2 separate regions of the Arabidopsis thaliana genome follow, and region 2 is linked to region 1. Evidence: chromatin contacts called from public capture Hi-C data. All regions are on one chromosome and are shown on one strand. The core of a region is the stretch at or near the end of the contact, and the rest is flanking DNA. Distances in the headings are between cores, read along the strand shown.

Region 1 (2,700 bases), core at 100-2,599:
TCTTTCCATACATTGCTGTAAAGAAACCGAGGAAGAACTAGAGTCGCGTTGAGCAGAGCAGCAACCGCAACAGCGTTACAGATCTGCAAGAAACTAACATTCACTATATATACTTTCTTGATGAATCAAATATATAATGATTACTTTGGTATATACTTACAGCCACGCGCTGTTGATTAAGGCCTCCATTTGCACTAACCATGATGTAACCATTGCTTAATTCTCTAGACCTCTCTAATGCCACAGCTGCTTTGTTATTATCTGCACAAGGCTTCCACTGTGATGACTTTGAAGATCTTTCCTCCCGGAAGTTTGGTGTATCGGGTTTGAATTCATTCTTGTAATACAAATGGAGAAGAAGATTATTAATGATTCAAACAAATAACAAATATAATTTCTTACATTTTCACTAACCTTTGCAAGAGAATCCGAAGCTAAGTTTAGAAGACGGCTATACATTTGAACTGGTGAAGCATCTACTGCTCCATTCTTAATTGACATAAACAAAAATTAAGAAGCAATAACAATGGAGGATGTATAAAGAAGATATATTTATTCTCAAACCTTATGCAAAGTCATATTGCTCAACCTTGAAATGTCTTGCACCACGGCTCTACTATCGGAATGAAAGATCGAAACCATAATGGAATCCATACAGAAAATGAAACCGGTGACTGAGATCATCAAAACTATCGACTTAAAGTTCCTACGAAGCCATGAATGTTGCTTCTTCCAAAATTTGTTGCTACTACCACTGCTTTGATCATGCTTAGATCCTTGAGCCTTGGAAACTTCACTTGCATATATTCTTCTACCGAGTAAGAGATCATTACCAGATAAAGAATCCAAACTTCTCCTCCCAAATTTCTCTTCTTTATCTATGGTTTCAGGTCGAGGACTTCTCGGTGATCCCTGTTTCCCCATTAATGATCTGTCTCTTCTCTCAGCTCATAAACTATTTAGGAAATGCAAAATGAATCAAGAACTCTCTCGATGTATGGCAAGCAATTAAGAGATTGATGGAACCAAAATATTCAACAATAAAATATGACAATTGGTGAAAAAAGTGTGGAGGAATCCCGACAGAACAAATTAATTCTAAGTGAAGCTAACATAGTTGTTGAGGAATCTCTGAATTCTTTTTTAATGGGAAGAGTAAAACGCAAGGCAAAAAAAAAAAGTTTTTATAAATAAGAAGAGCCACGACATAAACCTTAATGAAGAAGATTGGGTATGGAGATAGCTACATGTGAACAAATCACACCAGAACAGATAGCTTCTGTTCTTCTGCTTTCTCGTTCGTCGATCGTTACCGATCTCCATGACGGAACCGAATCTTCTATCCTTTATTTAACAATGCGTGTGTTTGAAACTGTGTTATAATACCTAGATCATAGAAATCTGTCAGGAATCTCAAGAAATTTATCCCTGTATTATATTTTACCCATTTTTGTTTTTTTTAGCATAGACCCGAGAATGACTTGTGACGCAAACTTGCTCTTTCATTGTTTTGTTATATAATATTAGATGTAACGGTGTGTCAACTATCCGTTGTAGTCTAGCTGGTCAGGATACTCGGCTCTCACCCGAGAGACCCGGGTTCGAGTCCCGGCAACGGAGTTTTTTTATTTTTATTTTTTCGTTGGGGGTAAATTCTTTTTTCGTTGCTTAGTTTTGAAAAGTGTTATTGCGTAGATGGAAATGAAGGTTCGTTAAAAACAAGGATTAACGGAAAACACTTCAATACTTCATATTTGGAATTGATGTTTTTCACTTGAGACTTGAGAGTATTTTGGCATCCAAAAGGACTTAAACACAATAACCATGACAACTAGAGTGTGTGGAAACTCTTGTAGAGAAACCTCAGTGAAGGACTTATGTGATTTTTAGAAATAGAATTCAATGGTGGACGGATGGTAGAGTTTTCCGCCATAAATGTTAATCCGCATTTTTCCGCCAAAACATGTATTCCTTCCAAAATGTAAATTCGTAGTTTTGCCATAAAAAACGCAAAACTATAATTTTCCAATCAAAAATTGTGATTTCATAAATTTCTCAATTTTGATGATAATCTTGATGAAAATTATTGATTATTATTTTATATTAATTATTAATTAAATTATTATTTAAATGAGTTGGGAAACCCATAAACTCATTTGAAAGAATGAGTTGAGTTGAGTTGGGTTACTCATTTTGACACTCCTACATATAACATTACATAATCGAGACAAAGAGTCTTAAATAAAAACACACATACATAATCGAATCTAATCTTATAAATCTTCCTGCCGCTGCTTCTTCTTCTTCTTCTTCATTCTTCAAGGTTGATTGTTGTCACAATCATGCACATTCTAGTGAATTGGGTCTGTGAAATGATTCACCTCCACCTTTTCATTCTTTCCACCCTTCTTCTTCTGTATGTACTTGCTATTGAATGAGATTGTCGTCACAGATTTCCTAATGGCTCCATATTTCTTCTTCAAATAATGAAACACCGTTGCAACCTTCTTGTCATATCCTTCGTCAGCTTCGAGCTCCACTTCTCTTCTTTAAGATTCTCCAACGTAACATTCACCTTCCTCGCCGCAGATGCAACAGCATGGCTCGTGAATGGGATCTTCCTCTTGGTTGGGAAAGATCCGCACTTAACAACAGCCTTAACAGCTTTGATCATTTCTTGAACAAGATTTTTCATTTTGC
Region 2 (2,777 bases), core at 158-2,657, 48 kb before region 1:
TTCCATGTTTTAGGAGAAGCATCATCCGTGGAATTACCATGTGCATCTGGAAATTTAACTGATCTGAGACTCACATCTCCCTTTTTCGTACATGTAAGCAATGTGCAAGATCTAAGAATACCAAATTTTGTTTAGAAACGTCAATGGCAACACAACATAAAAACATAATTCAATGGGAATTTCAAAGAATTAGTGTAAAGTTATATACCTTTCTGTCTGATCATCTATCTTTTTCCTGAATAAGTGCAGGGCAGAAATTTCGTTATCCTCAGGGGAACAACCATCATCACCAAATACAGAGTATGAGAAGTGAAGATCACCATTACAAGGGTTAATAACCTCAACCTATGGAAAGGATAGAAATGAACAAAATGATTGTATAAATGTTGGCCAGGCTATGGAGATAAATATATTACTCAAATACACATAGCTTAAAGTAAGGAAAACTTACATTGCCATCTTTTCTTGCAACAGCCAAAAGCTGCAATTGGAAGAAAAGAAAAAGAGAGAAAAAGTTATGAGTTACCATTTTGACGCAAATACGGAAACAAGAAGAAATCAAAGTTAAGAACTCAAAATTTGCTAATACATTTCCAAAGCATAGATGTTATCATGTATGCTTAAGAAAGGAGGAAAAAATCTGAAGAGCTATCTTGTAGTAACAGTGGAGTCAGAGATTATGAAACTGTAGCATAGTTGCAAACGAAATGATAACATATTACCGATAAGTTCTCAATTGCAACCAAAACAAAGCCAAAACTCGTGGTTCAAAATGCCAAAGCAAAACAATAAACTAAAACTACCAACAGTCTGATTAGAGCGAGGAATCTAACGAAAACCTCAAATTTGGCTCAAGATTAATACAATGATCTTCAAGTCCAAGAATCACAAATTCAAATCTTATAAGCTAAATTCAAAAAATGAGCTCATTTCAGCAGTAGATATCAATCTGAACCTGATAACTAAGCCACGCCTAGATTCAATCCTCATAGCTTAACATAAACATGAAAAGAATGAAACTTTTTACCGGATTCCTTAACCGGTCATCAATGGAAGCAGCAAGAACACTTCTAGATGCATTCATCTCTCCCCATGTGTTCACTACAGTCGGAATCCCTCTCTCTTGACCACGAGCTTCAGTCACTGCACATCAAAATTGAAATAATCTATTAGAAAAAACGAAACTTCTATATTAAAAACAGAGAGAGCGAAGTGGGCACCTTTTATTAAGCCGAGAGAGTCAAAAGTTAAAGCACGGAATGGTGGGCAACCGAGATTCTCCGGAGGGATGACTCGAGGCATTTTTTATCGCCGCCGTATAATTTGCAGATGCTCGACGACGGAGAAGAGAAGAGAAACCCTTTTTAAAACCCTACGTTTTGATTTTGGTCACCGCTTTTGTTGTCGTATCCCTCCTTCTAAACCGGGTACAAAATCAAAATCAATTCGGGTTACCTGAACCGGGACAGTTAATAAATACTACTTGGTTGTCTCTGTTTATAGTTTGCATTCAATTTTCGTTTCTTGTAAACAAAATGCTAAAGTGTTTGTGTTAAAACAAAAAAGTCAGTTTAATTGATGATTTTTTTTTATGTTCATAAATTGATTAGTAAATTTTTTTTTGATGAATTCTGCTAATCATGAAATTTTTAATTACTGTTGATCTTAATCTAGTGTATATATATGTAAATTTCTACTAAAGGGTTTTGATTGAACCTTCAACCACCTTGTTTCTAAACAAACCGTCTTTGGATGGATGGTGCTTCAGTTGCCAAATCTCGGGTTCTATTTGGAGATTAGCACAATTACTACTATTCTACGATTTGCTGAATTTCAATTCCTCAATCCAAAGATAACATGAGCTCTTAAAGTCCAAATTAGCAAAATAAAACACAGACTAGTAACCAATGGAGAAATTTGGTGTAATTTTTGAAGAAAAAAATTCTAACACAAAGTAACAACTAATAGAGAAAAATCTGTTGGTTAATCAAAAAGTGTCTACCAAAATGCTCTTTTAATCGTCTATTGAACCTTTGAATGAACACATAAGAGGAAAGCTACTTCTTAATTAGGCTTTCAAATTTCTCACTAGTCTTAGCAAAATTTACCCCTTTATATGACTAGAAACAATCAGAATCCAAAGAAACCAAGCTCGCTGGCTTTTTCCTTCTCAAAGGTTTCAAAATACTGATATATGATTGTGACTGCAAGTAAGATTCCAGTCCCCGACCCAATGGCTCCCATGAAATCAGCCAAAACAGTGAGCGCACCGATGCACACTCCTCCAAATGCAGCCGCTGTTGGGATGTACCGGTTCAGCTCCTTTTGTAAGTTGGACTCTCTGTGTCCCGGCATCACCATTTGTTGTTCCTAATCATATTTTACAAATAAATTCACTTTCCATGTCGAAATGTTTAAATTATTTAGCAATGGAGAAAAGGTTTAGGGATTATTACCTTTAGCTGCTTAGCTACATCTCTAGCAGAAGACCCGGAGACTTCAATCCATGTTTTTGAGAATAGGGCACAAGCAGTGAGCATGAAGACGATATAGAACAGAGCATGGAATGGATGAGCTGCCATATCGGCAAAACTGTAACCGTGGAAAACAAATATTCAGAGAACTGGAAATCAAGTATTGTTATATTGATGGGGACACACGTTACTTGTGAATTACCTTGCCGGAGCTGTGATCAAATATGCAAGACCACTAACTGGTATAGATTGTCCACTGTACTCTGATTCTTTCCACTGTCCCAATAGGTTCACAAAGAAATT

Evidence for each region. Capture Hi-C pulls out chosen DNA fragments and counts their contacts.
Region 2: a capture Hi-C map of seedling shows a contact between it and region 1, with 1.7 times the contacts expected there. A contact is called at or near these places in 7 of 26 Hi-C or Micro-C datasets (callus, leaf, root and 2 more), 2 of 2 datasets of targeted methods (seedling and shoot) and 3 of 3 other capture datasets (root, seedling and shoot).

What each region holds. Positions count from the first base shown.
Region 1 is chr1:10,206,226-10,208,925 of TAIR10.1, reverse strand. It overlaps AT1G29200 (O-fucosyltransferase family protein), which reads right to left and starts at 1,349. Exons shown (of 9, transcript NM_001332841.1): 1 at 1,214-1,349; 2 at 415-955; 3 at 161-337; 4 at 1-83. The coding sequence starts at 501. AT1G29210 (a tRNA gene) reads left to right here and starts at 1,548; the gene lies at 1,548-1,620.
Region 2 is chr1:10,253,880-10,256,656 of TAIR10.1, reverse strand. AT1G29320 (Transducin/WD40 repeat-like superfamily protein) reads right to left here and starts at 1,407. Exons shown (of 12, transcript NM_102672.4): 1 at 1,221-1,407; 2 at 1,028-1,143; 3 at 452-481; 4 at 209-345; 5 at 1-111. The coding sequence starts at 1,302. AT1G29310 (SecY protein transport family protein) reads right to left here. Exons shown (of 7, transcript NM_102671.5): 5 at 2,677-2,777; 6 at 2,457-2,592; 7 at 1,865-2,370. The coding sequence ends at 2,131.